Regions from separate parts of the Mus musculus genome. Here all the other regions are linked to region 2. The links are chromatin contacts, called in public Hi-C and promoter capture Hi-C maps. All regions are on one chromosome and are shown on one strand. The core of a region is the stretch at or near the end of the contact, and the rest is flanking DNA. Distances in the headings are between cores, read along the strand shown. Region 1 overlaps Tex11 (testis expressed gene 11). Region 2 holds the start of Dlg3 (discs large MAGUK scaffold protein 3). Region 3 overlaps Tex11 (testis expressed gene 11).

Region 1 (4,455 bases), core at 643-3,142, 130 kb before region 2:
AGTCCTCTACTGTATGTGTGTTGGTGGCCTCATATCAGCTGTGTATGCTGTCTCTTTGATGGTCCAGTGTTTGAAAGATCTCGGGGGTCCAGATTAGGTGAGACTGCTGGTCCTCCTACAGGATTGCCCTTCTCCTTAGCTTCTTTCAGCCTCCCCTAATTCAACAACAGGGGTCAGAGGCTTCTGTCCATTGGTTGGGTGCAAATATCTGCATCTGACTCTTTCAGCTGCTTGTTGGGTCTTTCAGAGGGCATTCATGATAGATCCTTTTCTGTGAGCACTCCATAGCCTCAGTAATAGTGTCAGGCCTTGGGACCTCCCTTTGAGCTGGATCCCACTTTGGGTCTGTCGCTGCACCTTCTTTTCCTCAGGCTCCTCTCTATTTTCATCCCTGTAATTTATGCATGTCCTTTTGGGTCTGGGAGAGGCTTGTAACTTTAATTTTCTCAAGTGCTATTTTTAATGATGGTTCTTAACTTTAACTTCCCTTCTAGTCTACCAACCACCAGAGGTAGTGGAAAAGAAAGGATACAGGGAAGTGGAAAGGTTTAGAAAGGTTCTTTGGAGCAAGCAGTTCATCAATTTACAGGTCAGCCGGCAGCAGCCACTCAATCCACTTGCAAACACTCCAGGGATACACCAGCAGTCCAGTTTGGTAGAGTCAGGTTAGCACAGCGGTGACATGACCTAGTACAGACAGCCAGGCCTCAGCCTCAGCTTGTGTCAGCAGGAGGGACCAAGAGGAACATCAGGAGAAGTTTTCTACTGTGCCTCTCTCAGGGGAGCAAAGATAAGTGAAGAGTAGAGACCCACAAGTGTTGAAGTGTACCAGCTTGCTGTACCAGCAAGCCAAGCTCTGTCTCCGTCATTCTGTGGAGTCCTATTTATACCCTCCAAATATCATGTGTCCTCCATGTGCCTTGCCTTAGCACAGGCCTTGCCTCAGCACATGCATCCAGTCAGCCTGAGTCCACTGAAGTGGCAACAAACTGCAGCACACCACCAGAAGTTTTTTGGTGTGTTTCTCTCCATGGAGTCCCAATAAATTTAGCTCAACTATGCTATATGAGGCAGACCAGTACATGCATGTTGTTAGCAAAGAATCCTTCATCACATGTCCTTTCACATGCTTGCCTTAGCAGAACATCCTCTCCTGTGTTTGCATCAGCGAAACATTCCTTCATGACTCTGCCTTAGCCTTTTACACCTGTGCCCACTTTAATGAAATGTTCTATCACATGTTTGCCCCAGCAAAACACCATCCAACTGACTTTCCAAAGAACCCCTAAGTTTTCCTTTAGAGGCTGATTCTCCTCCCCCCAGCAGTCATTAGGAACCTGTGGTTCTTGGTTTAAAGGTGAGAGCCTGAAAAATTCCCCCCATTACATCATTATATCCATTGATATTGTCATTGTTTATGTAGCCATTTCTACGAGAGATTGTTTCATGACAGACTTCCTGGTGATGTGGCTCTTTAGCAATCTTTCTTCCTGCTTTTCCCTGATGTTCCCTAAGCAAGATGTAGAAGCTATAATATAGACGTATTCCCTGGGCTTGGTATCATATGATCTATTGATTTCTGCTTTGTGCCCTGTTGTGGTCTTCTGTGATGGTCTCCATCTTCTATGAAGAGAGGCTTCTTTGATGAGGGATGGTAGCTGCACTCATCTGTGGGTATCAGGATAAGATTATTAATGTAGTTAGGAATTATGCTGGCCTAGCAGAGTGGCAGTAGAAGCTTTTTTTCCAAGGTTCTGGACCACACTGGCCCCAGAAACAAGTTCCAGGCAAGATTTTCTTCCTTATCAAATGAGCTCTAAGTCCAATTACACAGCTGTAAGTTACCTCAAATGTGTGAGTGCCACTTACTGCAGTTTTGCACACACCTTGCCCTGCTGGTAATACCTTGTTATAGTTCATAGCTATTGCACCTGGGGAGGACTGTTTAATTGCTTCCCTCCATTGGCAGCTTGTATATTTTTCTGTCACCATGGAAACTAGAGTGCAGAAAAGAGGCTTTCAGGTTAGATCCAGCTGAGAGGCCACCAAGGGCTACATGGATAGCCTAGTTTTGAGAGTCACCTGGACTATGCTGACCAACCATTCAAAGGAAGGTTTCTCGTTTCTGGTACTAGAGTTTTTGTTAGTCTATGTTTCTTTTAGGGAACATTGGTAGCCCACATGGCTTAACTTCCTTTAGGACATATGGACATATATACATGTATATATAACATATATGTTTTCTATGTACATGTATCTATCTATCTAGATACATGTACATATAAACACATACTTATATGTATTATATATAATTTTAGGTAAATATAAAATAAGATGATTCTTTGAGGCTTTATCACATAGCTCTCATATTATTTGTTCCTTCTCCCTCCTCTGTCTGTATTAACTGACTTCCTACAGATCTGGAGCCACCTCTTTTTTTTTTTTTTTAATGTTTCCCACTTCATATCACCTGCATCTTCGTATTTCCATTTCAAGCATCTCTCTCCCACCTACTGATTCTTTATACTTTCCTGGTTTCTGAGGTCCCTCTGTGTTATACTCACACTGAGGATTGGGAGCTAGGAACCACAGATGAGAGTACACATGCAGTGTTTGTCTTTCTGGGCTGGGATAACTCACTCCCTCACTGCTTTTTAGTGAATAGTTTTAGGTTTACAGCAAAATTGAGAAGACAGTACAGAGATTTTTCAAATATCCATTCTCCCTATTTACCTATAATCAGCCTCCATCATCAATATACTTTACCAGATAAATACAGATATTACAACTAAGGGACCTAAGCCGATACAGTGTCACATTAAGCCCAGTTTTCATTAGGGTTCTCTCTCAATGTTCTATTTCTCCTTTTCTCCATTTTTAACAAAAAAAAATCTATTTTTAAGAATGAGCATGAGATTTAGCCACTCTGCTGAACCAGATTCAGACAGCAGTATTAGTCTAGTAAATGCATCGACTCCCATTATATAGGGAGTGTGTTTGTTTGTGTAATATTGTATATGTGTGTGTGTGTATGTATGTATGTATAGATAGATAGATAGATTGATTGATAGACAGACACAATTTTTATCCATTCATTTGTTCATGAACATCTAGGCTGGTTCTATATCTTGCTTATTGTGACTAGCCATAAATATGAGTGTGCAGATATTTCCTTGTGTGTTAATTTTATTTCTTTCAGATACCCAGGAATGACATACCTTGATCAGATAGCAGTTTTATTTCTAATATTTAAAAGAACCTCTCTACTGATTTAGAGATGGCTGAGCTAATTTTTATTCCCACCAACGGAGTGTAGGTGTTCATTTTTCTCCACATCCTTGGCAGTACTTGTTATTGCTTTTTAGTTTCATTTCTATAAAAACCATTCTAGTGGGGGAGACATGCAACCTTGATGTAGCTATAATTTGCATTTCCTTGATGGCTTGATAATACTATGTATTTTTCTTCTATTTATTGGTCATTTGTACTTACTCATTTGGAAAGTGTCTTTTCAGACCATTTGCCAATTTAATTGATTCTAGTATTTACTCTTCCAGTGTCACTTCAAAATTATTTATGCATTCTGGATATTAGTCCCTTACCATAGGATTAGCTAATGGATTTTTCTTCTATCTGTAGGCTATTTTTTGACTAGATTATTTCTTTTGTTATGCAGAAGCCTTTTAACTGAACACCATCTCATTTATGAATTCTTGCTTTTTAATGAGCTACTAAAGTCCTATCAAAGAAATCATTGCCTGTGTCAATATTTTGAAGTGTTTGTCCTGTTTTCTTGAAATAGTTTCAAGTTTCACATTAAAGCTTTTGATCATTTGAGTTAGTTTTTATACTCGGTGAGTCAGTGCTCTAGTTTTGCTCTTCTATGTATGGATATCCAGTTTCTTTACTACCATTTATTAACAGGCTGCTTTTATCCAACACATTTTTGAGACAGGGTCCCACTCTGTAGCCCAGAGTGGCTGTGAACTCACTGTGTAGCTCAGTCTGGCCTTGAACTCACAATGATCCTCCTATTTCCACCTTCAGTGGCCAGAGGTAGGTAGATCTCTGTAAATTCAAGGCCAACCTAGTCTACAGAATGAGTTCCTGGACAGCCAGGACTATGAAGAGAGACCCTGCATTTTAAAAAGACTATAAAATCCAGGTATAGTTTCCTACTTAGAAATGGTTCTGTTGTTAGCACTTGTAGTAGACATGATAGACATGATTATGCAGCTACTTAAATAAGTCAGAAACAGAAAACTGAGGTGATATGAAAGAGATAAGAAGAAAAATATATAGTCTTAATACTAGTATTTTATCCCTTTGGGAAGAATTGCATTTATATCAACATCCTTTTCCAGCCTCTTTCCCTCAGTTCACTCAGAAGCCAAAGAGTTTATCTATTGAGGATACTCCTTAGTGTCTCCTCCCCTATATCTTGTACAGTCATCA
Region 2 (4,930 bases), core at 407-2,906:
CTGCATTAGGGCAGCTACCCTTTGCCTGGTTCCAGGCAATATGCCTGCTTTGGAGCAAGAAGGCTTGTTTAACACCCCCTGCCCCCCAACCCCCCGCAGCACACACTTCAGAGCAGCTTGGACAAAAGAGTCTGTCCTTCTCAGCAGCATCTCAGCCTTGCTTGGGATGTGTCTTGCCCCCCCCCCTTTTGCCTGTTAAGCGCTTCTCATCAGGGACAACACACACACACACACACACACACACACACACACACGTGTACACTCTTGAAGCCACATGCTTACACACATATACATGGAGACACCCTCGGGCGAACACAGCTATCCCTGCAGCCTCATCGACAGAGACACCTTCACATTCAGAGACACATCCTCACATATCCATGTGCACGTTCACACACAAAGGGACTGGGATGGAGAGGGACTCATGGTATGGAGAGATGACGCTCAGCCATCTGGGCACATGGGTTCTGATACATACATTCACACAAGCTCCATTGCTTTCTTCCACACACCCCAACATACATACAAACACATATGTCCCCCCCACGCAGAGCACCATGCCCCCTCCTCCCCTCCTATGGAGACACACACCACATACAACCCCCGCAGAACCTCCCGCCCCCTGCCAGACACAGAGACACTGCCACCCCCCCGCCCTGCACTGAGACAAACCCAAATCCCCCACACTAGAAAAATGTGCCCCTCCGCCATACCATCACCCCCTGATACAAACAGCTCCTCCCAATCCCCTCCAAACGGAGACCCCCTAAACAGACACACATAGAAGATGTATTTTCAACAGTCTCTCTTTGGTCAGCTGCTAAAGGCTCAGATCCATAGACTTGGAGCCCCAGCAACCTCTACTGCTCCCCAGACTTCCTAGACCCCAATCCCTAGTCCTTTGGGTTGTCCCACCAGCCTCCCCTCCTCCTCATCTGCCGGTCCTTACCTGCTCATACCAGTCCCGGTTGGTACAGGTGCACTCGGGCCACCAGCCGGGGCCACTGCCGTTGAGTTTTGGGGTGCTCTTGCCGGGGACTGGCTTAGGGGGCACTGGCCCCACATCTCGGCCTGTGGGGATGAGCTTGGCCTTGGTGCGAGGGGTGGGGGTAGCCCCTGCCTGTGAAGGCAGGGTCTGCGAGCTGTAGCCTCCATAACCGGAGCTAGCCCCATTGCCCCCACTTGGCCCATAGGGGTCCGGCACCTGCCAGTCCCCGTAGCCAGGAGGCTCAAGACGCCGCAGGGCGGCCAGGCGGGTCACCTCATAGCACTCGGGGCACTTACAGCAGTGCTGGTGCTTGTGCATGGCACTGCCCCCCGCGGCTCGGACCCCCCAGCCCACGCCAGTTTCCACGCCGCCGCCGCCGCCGCCGGGCTCCCTAGCACACTCGCACTGCTCAGACCAAGAAGGAGGGGGCACCCGTGGGGGTGCCCTGGCTGAGCGGGGCCTGGGGCCGGGCGGGCGTCCTGGGGCCTCTGCCCCCACGCTGCCCCGCACCCATGGCTCCCCCTCCAGCACTGGCGGCTCCGTGTCGCCCGTTGTGGCTTCTGGGCCGAGGCCCAGCGGCAAAGAAGAATCGGGCGCCCAGGCAAAGGCTAGGTGCGGCGAGAACCTCTTCTGCTCAGGTCCCCAGGATGGATCTGAGTGGAGTCAAGAGCATCTCTCCCTGGCTCCCTTCTCAATTGATTCCAGCCAATCAGAGCGCAGAGTCAGGCAGCGGCAGCGGCAGCAGCAGGAATGCTAAACAGCGGCTTCTTAAAGGAGCAGAAGCAGAGGCGCCCCCCCACCCCCCGGACTCAGACACATCTCCCCTATTCTGTGGAGTTACTGGCAACCCTAGTCTAGGTGGCTGAGATTTGGGCCACTAGAGAGCTGAAGAGTATGATCCTGCGATCCTGTGTTCTCGTGTTGCCAATTTCAGGCTGTCTTCTGCCCGCTCCACCCCGCCCCACTGGCAAGAGGGAGTTGCAGTGAGATGCTCAATGGGTCCCTAAGCTTGCTCTAAGCTAGGGCCATCAGAAGTAAAGGCAGCAATAGAACCGATCAAAGGGGCATCTGGACAGGGTGCGCGAAGTGCTGCCTCCTGCAGGGGACCAAGGAAAAGGGCAGCATCCAGGTCTGTCAGCGCATCCTCATCAGGACCATTGTTCTTTCATTTCCTAGGCCCTGTAATGAGTATCTCTCACAGTCGACCTTTCTTACATCACCAGTGAGAGACTAACCTCAGAACCGGCAACGAGAGAAAACTATTTATGCCTGCCTCCGACACTTCTGCCTCCACTCCATGGTTATGTTAGGGAAAAGAGGCTTGAAATGTTACGAGGAAAGGGAGTTCGGGTACAAGGAAGTGGTAAGAAAAGATCTAAAGTGAAAGAAGCCAATTCTTTGGTTCTGGCACAGCACCCAGGAATCCCGATTGAAGGAGGTCTCCTTGACTTCTCCTCGCTCACGCTGTTGGAAGGTGGGGAAAGGGTAATCATAAGACAGAAAGAATCTTTTTTTTTTTTTGAGACAGAGTGATCATCCTGCCTCAACTACTTGATTGGTGATATTACAGGTGCCACCCAGGCTAGCTTTTTGTTTCTGTCCTTGTTTTATCTTTAGCAGACAATGACTGAATCGTTACAAAGTCTGAGGTGCAAACAAAAGTCTCTATCAAGGCAGTACTAAAGGTACCTCCATTCTACCAATAAGAACTGTAAGCTCAGCGGTGCTAACACAACTAGGTAGCATAACTGAGAGATGAAAGTTCTTGCCATTTGACTGGAACCCATGCTCTAAACTACTCAGATAAGCACTGTGCTCTAAGTTCTGCAGATTTTAGGTCTCCGTTTCATTTAACAGACATTAATTGAGCACTTACCCGGTGTAAAGCCATCACATGGGTGTTGTGAATAGAGACTTGGGCTTAATTCAACAGATGTTCATGCCAAACACTGTTCTAGAATATAGTAATAGAACAATACGATATACAACAAACAGACCCAGTCCCTGAGAGGATGTAGACAAACGTAAGTGCAACAAAGAACAGAAAACCATATAGTTATGGTAACTAGCCATGGTTGTCAACTTCAGTAGAATTAGAATCACCTAGAAGATACGCATTGGGCATATCTGTGAGGGCATTTCAAGTGCGGATGAACAGACCTTCAGTGGGAGTGGCATCTTCCAATGGGTCACCCAGATACAGAGAGGTCTGAGTAAAATGCAGCAAGCCTATGCCTGCTTTCACTTCCTTTACAAAAATTATTTGTAGACTTGTTTCATTTTCTGTGTACTAGTGTTTTACCTGCATGTATGTATTTGAGCCATTTGCGTGCAGTTCTGGCAGAGGCCAGTAGGGCGTGTCAGATCCTCAGATATTGAAGTTACAGATAGTTGTCCCTCAGAACCAAATTTGGGTCTTCTGCAAGAACAACGAGTGCTCTTAGCTACTGAGCCATCCCTTTATTCCCTCTTCTCTTCCTTTTGACTGCACGTATCACTGCTGTTGCCATTATTGGCCGCCACCAGACTTTATCCAAGTGAACTTAACACCAGTGACTTTTCAGTGACTCTCCAGGCTTTTGACACTGGATTGGGTCTGCTGAAATGTCTTTTTTTTTTTTTTTTTGGACTGAGCAGCTACCACATTCCATGCCTTGCCAGTGTACAGACAGCCATTGTTGGACTGCTAGTTTCCCTATCATGTAAGCCAATCCAATAAGCCCACATATAATATGTATACATTCTATTGGTTCTATTCATTTACAGAGACCTGTCTACTGCAGATTTTGGTACTACAAGCAGTTCTAGAGAAAGACGTGATTTCTGCACGTCTCTCATTTGATTACTTATATCGAAAGTTACTAAACATCTTCCCGATGGTATGGAGAGCACTGACAGACAATCCATGGTGTGAACTGTTTAAAGAAATATGCACGAACTTAGGAAATTAGTCTGAACAGGTGAGAGGGTGCGCCAGAGAACCTGACAGCCTCTGGAACAGGCAGAAGCACAGAGGGGCTGAGGCAGCACCCTGTGTGGGCCGGGGACAGCCGGCCACCTTCCGGACCGGAGGACAGGTGCCCGCCCGGCTGGGGAGGCGACCTAAGCCACAGCAGCAGCGGTCGCCATCTTGGTCCGGGACCCGCCGAACTTAGGAAATTAGTCTGAACAGGTGAGAGGGTGCGCCAGAGAACCTGACAGCTTCTGGAACAGGCAGAAGCACAGAGGAGCTGAGGCAGCACCCTGTGTGGGCCGGGGACAGCCGGCCACCTTCCGGACCGGAGGACAGGTGCCCACCCGGCTGGGGAGGCGGCCTAAGCCACAGCAGCAGCGGTCGCCATCTTGGTCCCGGGACTCCAAGGAACTTAGGAATTTAGTCTGCTTAGGTGAGAGTCTGTACCACCTGGGAACTGCCAAAGCAACACAGTGTCTGAGAAAGGTCCTGTTTTGGGCCTTCTTCTTCGGCCAGGAGGAGGTCCAAATACAAGATATCTGCGCACCTTCCCTGTAAGAGAGCTTGCCAGCAGAGAGTGCTCTGAGCACTGAAACTCAGAGGAGAGAATCTGTCTCCCAGGTCTGCTGATAGACGGTAACAGAATCACCAGAAGAACAATCTCTAAACAGAGTCAACTATAACTACTAACTCCAGAGATTACCAGATGGCGAAAGGTAAACGGAGGAATCTTACTAACAGGAACCAAGACCACTCACCATCACCAGAACCCAGCACACCCACTTCGCCCAGTCCAGGGAACCCCAACACACCTGAGAACCTAGACCTAGATTTAAAAGCATATCTCATGATGATGGTAGAGGACATCAAGAAGGACTTTAATAAATCACTTAAAGAAATACAGGAGAACACTGCTAAAGAGTTACAAGTCCTTAAAGAAAAACAGGAAAACACAATCAAACAGGTAGAAGTCCTTACAGAAAAAGAGG
Region 3 (4,376 bases), core at 1,586-4,085, 71 kb before region 2:
ATATATAACATTTCAAAATTATGGTATAACTTAGAGAAATGTAAAGCTGGCTTTAGGAATGGAGAGAAAGAAATGACTAAATTTGAAAAGTAGATGTTTATAAGGTTAATATTTCAGGCAAATGAGACTGCCTCTGACCAAGCTCTGCTAGTGTTCTTTTTGATCACTGTACTGGGGCACCTAATGTCCATGGCACACTAACAAACCCTTAATAATACCTTGGGAACTCATTTTCCCATGTGGTACTAGGGGTGGAATCCAGGGTCTCACAAACTAGACAAGCACTCTGTTACTGAGATATAATCTCAGCTCCATGAAGTCTTCTTTATATGCAGATGCCTTGTTTCCAAAAGTTGCCACGTGTCTTTTAAGATGAGAGCTTTGTCTTATCTCTTCCAACACCCTCATTATCATGGTGTCTTATACATAGCATTTTTTATAGATCCAATTGAAGGTCAGCTGGGTATGGCAGTATGGCTCTGTATCAGGAGGCTGAGATAGGACGATCACAGCAACCCAAAAATTTCAGAGCAGACTAGGCAAAATAGGAAGGTCCCTATCTTAAGCAAAACAATAATGAATAAAAGCCAATGACATCCTTGCCACTCAAGAAGCTTTTCTGAAGTCTTCTATGGCATCTTTGCCCTCCAGAGCCGAGACATACTGGGTAAATGAAGGCTTCAGCATGAACGCTCTGTTTCCCATCTCCTAGACAAGGGCAGGGACAGTTGCTCTTACACCACTCCTTTTCACCATTGCAGAATACTATGAAGACATTAATGTAATTTTGTGATTAGGGGAGTTAAAAACCATTGACAAGGTTGTGGGACCATCTCAGAAATGTGACCTTTGTTCATAGCTTTAGTAGATTATCTCAACACTAACGATTAATATTATTACTGTTTCAAGAATAGAAATTCATTCTGGTCAAGGAAATTAAGAGACTCAGTAAAACAGTTTCTTGACCATCTTGGGATTGTGAAGATAATTGGCTGAGGATGGCAGCAATGAAAGATCCAAGCAGGATACATATTTTTCTCTTGCTTCCAGGAGACCAAGACCTGGTTTTCTGAGTTCATTTTCTCTCGGTAGAGGAGGGCCTCAGTGCTTTTTTTTTTCCTATATTTGTGTCACTTCCTAAGACTTCACTGTGGAACATTCTACAAGTGCCATACCTTCAATGTACTCTCCTGTTCTCCAGGAGCAATCTTTCCTTTGTGCTAGCCTCGGTGCTTAACTGTAATGGGACGTGATAGAGTGTTGCAATCAGTAGTGGCGATGATAACTGAAAACACCCACTCTTCTTGGATTTCAGGAAGGATACCCAGAAGAGGAGATTGTATGGCTAATGATCAAGTCTTGGAATATTGGAATACTGATGTCTAGCAAGAACAAGTATATATCTGCAGAAAGGTGGGCTGCAATGGCATTGGATTTCCTTGGCCACCTTAGCACCCTCAAAACAAGCTATGAAGCAAAGGTAGGAGGGAGAAGCCTGCAGTGGGTGGCATAACTTAGAGGGCACAGAAGGCATGCAAGGCTCCCTTAAAGACACATCCTACCTTGCTTGACTAGGTAAAGATCTTCATCTTTGAAGAGCTCAGAGCTTCTGTAGCAATTCATGTGGTAAGAGGTTGTGTAGTAATTTCTTAGAGTGAAACCAAAAAGGGTGGGGAAGAGGAAACAGGGATACTGAATGGAATCTAATTATGAGGACTGCCAGGAGTGCACTCTGGAAAGATAAATCACTGTCAGTGCCAATGTGTGTGGGTAAGAGCTGGCCTCTGTGCAAACAATGGCTGGTCAAACAGGCATTTCTCCAGGGACTATTGTGTTTCAAGCACCTAGACCTGCTAACCAGGGTAGGTTTGGTAAGGAACAGCCTTGTTACCAAATAAGAACAACAAATCTTTTCTGTTTTGATTACCTTCCTTACTAGAGCTGCCTGTTCCTAATTAAACAGGCCTACTGTACTGAGATTCCTCTTCCCAATAGCAACTCAGATTTCAGACCTCAAGGGCCATCACTGTGCCATCACTGTGGATCTGGGAAGCTTTCCCACACTGGTTGGTTTTTTTTTTTCCTTTTTCTTAAAGTCTGTCTGCTGTTTTCTTTCTCAGGTGAATCTTCTGTATGCCAACCTCATGGAAATATTAGATAAAAAGACGGATTTAAGATCTACAGAGATGACTGAACAATTAAGAGCACTTATTGTTCCTCCGGAGGATCAAGGTTCAGTTTCCAGCACCAACGTGGCAGCTCAAAACCATCTGTAATTCCAGTTCCAGGGAATCTGATACTCCCCTCTGGTCACTGTGGGTACATGTGATAAAAGTAAAGAGTGATTTTACTTTTCAGTGGAGAGTCATAATGATTGAAGGAGGTTGTAGAAAGCAGACTAGCTCACAGCAACTTGAAGGTGTATATTCATGAGCCGCTGACTATTTCAGTGTGTGTCATATGTTCCCTGGAACTTTTGTTTTCTTAAGCCTTGTTGACTGAAATTTTCTCAAATAAAAGCATTTTGACTTTCACCCCATTGATCAGCTGATTTCTAGAAGAAAGGTGAATGTTCCTAACTGCTAAGAGTTATATTGAAACAGTCCATGCTAGGGCAAGACGCCCCATGTGAATAAAATGGAAGTCCACTCCTGCCCAAACTCCCTAAGCTGAGAGAGAACAGAGCCATAAACATCGTTGGGAGGGCCTAGTGGTCACTGGCTTCTGAATTTATCAGATTCATGAGATCTTTCTTTGAGCACTCTATTAAAACACATCCTGTGCTACATAGTCAGAACCTGTCAGAGAGTGGGGCACTGAGAATGAATCATATCCTATGACTCTTCAAACACACCCTTCTTTTTGCCTTGGCTAATTGGTAAAAAGCTTTTCCTTATACTCAACAAAAATCTGTTTCCCAGTAATAAGTCTGCTATTTCCATTCCAGGTGCCCTTTAGAGAATCAGACAGAAATCATCACCCCATCGTCCAGCCTTTTCTTCTTTGGGTTCAGTATCCTTTGGCCTCTCAGCCATTCCTCCTATGATCCTTCCTTTCCCTTCCAAGAACCAATTCTCACACTCCAAAGAGGGTTCAGTATTCTCAGTCTGCCTGCACTAACATTAAGTAGTACCACATTGCTCTTATTCTCTCTCTCTCTCTCTCTCTCTCTCTCTCTCTCTCTCTCTCTCTCTCTCTCTCTCTCTCTCCCGATTTCTCTTCTATTTATGACATTTCCAAGCACTGGTTTTCGAATACTTGCATATGTAATAAAAGTCATGGGTAAGCACAAACACCTGCTGTGCACCCTTCATCCAATGGATGTGGCTACATTGCTGTTTGCTGTTTGCTTGCTGTCTCAGTCCCTTGAGATTGTCTCACAGACTCTCAGGAACAAGTACTCTTCTGCATCACATTCATACTGACCTCTCAACTTTTTCTAACCCGTAAACCGAAATGTGTGTGTCAACCATCTAGCATTATTGGGAGAACATTGAAGGTGCAGTTGACACAGAGGAAAGACTGGAGGAACAATCTAGCAATTCTGGAATTGAAGAATGTCACATGCTGGACAGGTGACATGAAGACATACCACCATGAACCTGAGAGGAGTTCCTCTATTACCTTCTAACTATGGTATTCAATCACTCAGTTTTATTTAGTCGCTATGTTTTGGTCACTCTGCTCCTAGTTCTAAAACCTGAGAGAGATTTTGTTATACATATTCTCAATGATATTTAAAATTATGTTTAATATTTTGTTATACACATTCTCAATAATAATATTTAGGGGCTGGAGAGATGGCTCAGTGGTTAAGAGCACCGACTGCTCTTCCGAAGGTCCTGAGTTCAAATCCCAGCAACCACATGGTAGCTCACAACCATCCGTAATGGGATCTGACGCCCTCTTCTGGTGCATCTGAAGACAGCTACAGTGTACTTAGATATAATAATAAATAAATCTTTAAAAAAAATAATATTTAAAGTGAATTTTGTGAGATGTGATGTATTTGAAAGTAGACAGATTTCACAGTTTCTTATGCATGTGTCAGGGCTTGATATCTGAGTTTAGTCTTAAGTATAAATGCTTCTTATTCATGATGTCTTTGCCAGTATAACTTTCTCAGATTCTTAATAGGCTTCTGAAGTTTTCACTTCAAACTTTGCATGCTGATATTTTTAAACAGAATGAACTGTGTACAAACCATTTAGTCAATTTTCCATTGTGACAAATATCTAAGAAAACTTCGAGGGAGAAAGATTCATTTTGGCTCACACTTTCAGCGGTTTCAGTCCGTGGCTGCTGGGCTCTTGTTGGCTCTGGTCACGTGGCTGGAACATCATTGTAAGGAGTGCATGGTGAGACACGGGGAGTAG

What was found. Promoter capture Hi-C pulls out the DNA fragments that hold promoters and counts their contacts. A called contact is a pair of places that touch in the nucleus more often than the background predicts.
Region 1: a contact with region 2 is called in a promoter capture Hi-C map of liver, with 5 times the contacts expected there. The contact joins the enhancer-like site here to the promoter of Dlg3 in region 2. A contact is called at or near these places in 10 of 39 promoter capture datasets (the 3T3-L1 cell line, the C10 cell line, the SN4741 cell line and 5 more), 2 of 15 datasets of contacts at CTCF or cohesin (the NIH/3T3 cell line and pro-B cells), 5 of 484 Hi-C or Micro-C datasets (brown adipocytes, embryonic stem cells, morula and 2 more), 7 of 115 datasets of contacts at active chromatin or transcription factors (embryonic stem cells, large pre-B cells, stem cell-derived neural progenitor cells and 1 more) and 3 of 9 other capture datasets (adipose tissue, macrophages and pancreatic islet).
Region 3: a Hi-C map of the N1E-115 cell line shows a contact between it and region 2, with 2.5 times the contacts expected there. The contact joins the enhancer-like site here to the promoter of Dlg3 in region 2. A contact is called at or near these places in 7 of 39 promoter capture datasets (the HPC-7 cell line, HPC-7-derived erythroid cells, embryonic stem cells and 3 more), 1 of 15 datasets of contacts at CTCF or cohesin (pro-B cells), 9 of 484 Hi-C or Micro-C datasets (2-cell embryo, 8-cell embryo, the N1E-115 cell line and 4 more), 7 of 115 datasets of contacts at active chromatin or transcription factors (the SCID.adh cell line, embryonic hindbrain, embryonic stem cells and 2 more) and 3 of 9 other capture datasets (embryonic stem cells, liver and pancreatic islet).

What each region holds. Positions count from the first base shown.
Region 1 is chrX:100,892,053-100,896,507 of GRCm38.p6, reverse strand. All of the region lies in intron 20 of Tex11 (testis expressed gene 11), which reads left to right. Among named protein-coding and RNA genes, the nearest start is that of Gm24577, 110 kb to the left of the region's middle. Within about 2 kb of position 1,892, at least 2 of the 459 cell types and tissues checked have an H3K27ac peak or open chromatin away from gene starts, as enhancers often do.
Region 2 is chrX:100,764,448-100,769,377 of GRCm38.p6, reverse strand. Dlg3 (discs large MAGUK scaffold protein 3) reads right to left here and starts at 1,656. Exons shown (of 21, transcript NM_016747.4): 1 at 950-1,656. The coding sequence starts at 1,306.
Region 3 is chrX:100,836,805-100,841,180 of GRCm38.p6, reverse strand. Tex11 (testis expressed gene 11) reads left to right here. Exons shown (of 30, transcript NM_031384.2): 29 at 1,316-1,480; 30 at 2,121-2,533. The coding sequence ends at 2,276. Among named protein-coding and RNA genes, the nearest start is that of Dlg3, 71 kb to the right of the region's middle. Within about 2 kb of position 2,835, at least 5 of the 459 cell types and tissues checked have an H3K27ac peak or open chromatin away from gene starts, as enhancers often do. A contact at or near this core is called in the N1E-115 cell line, where this site is marked.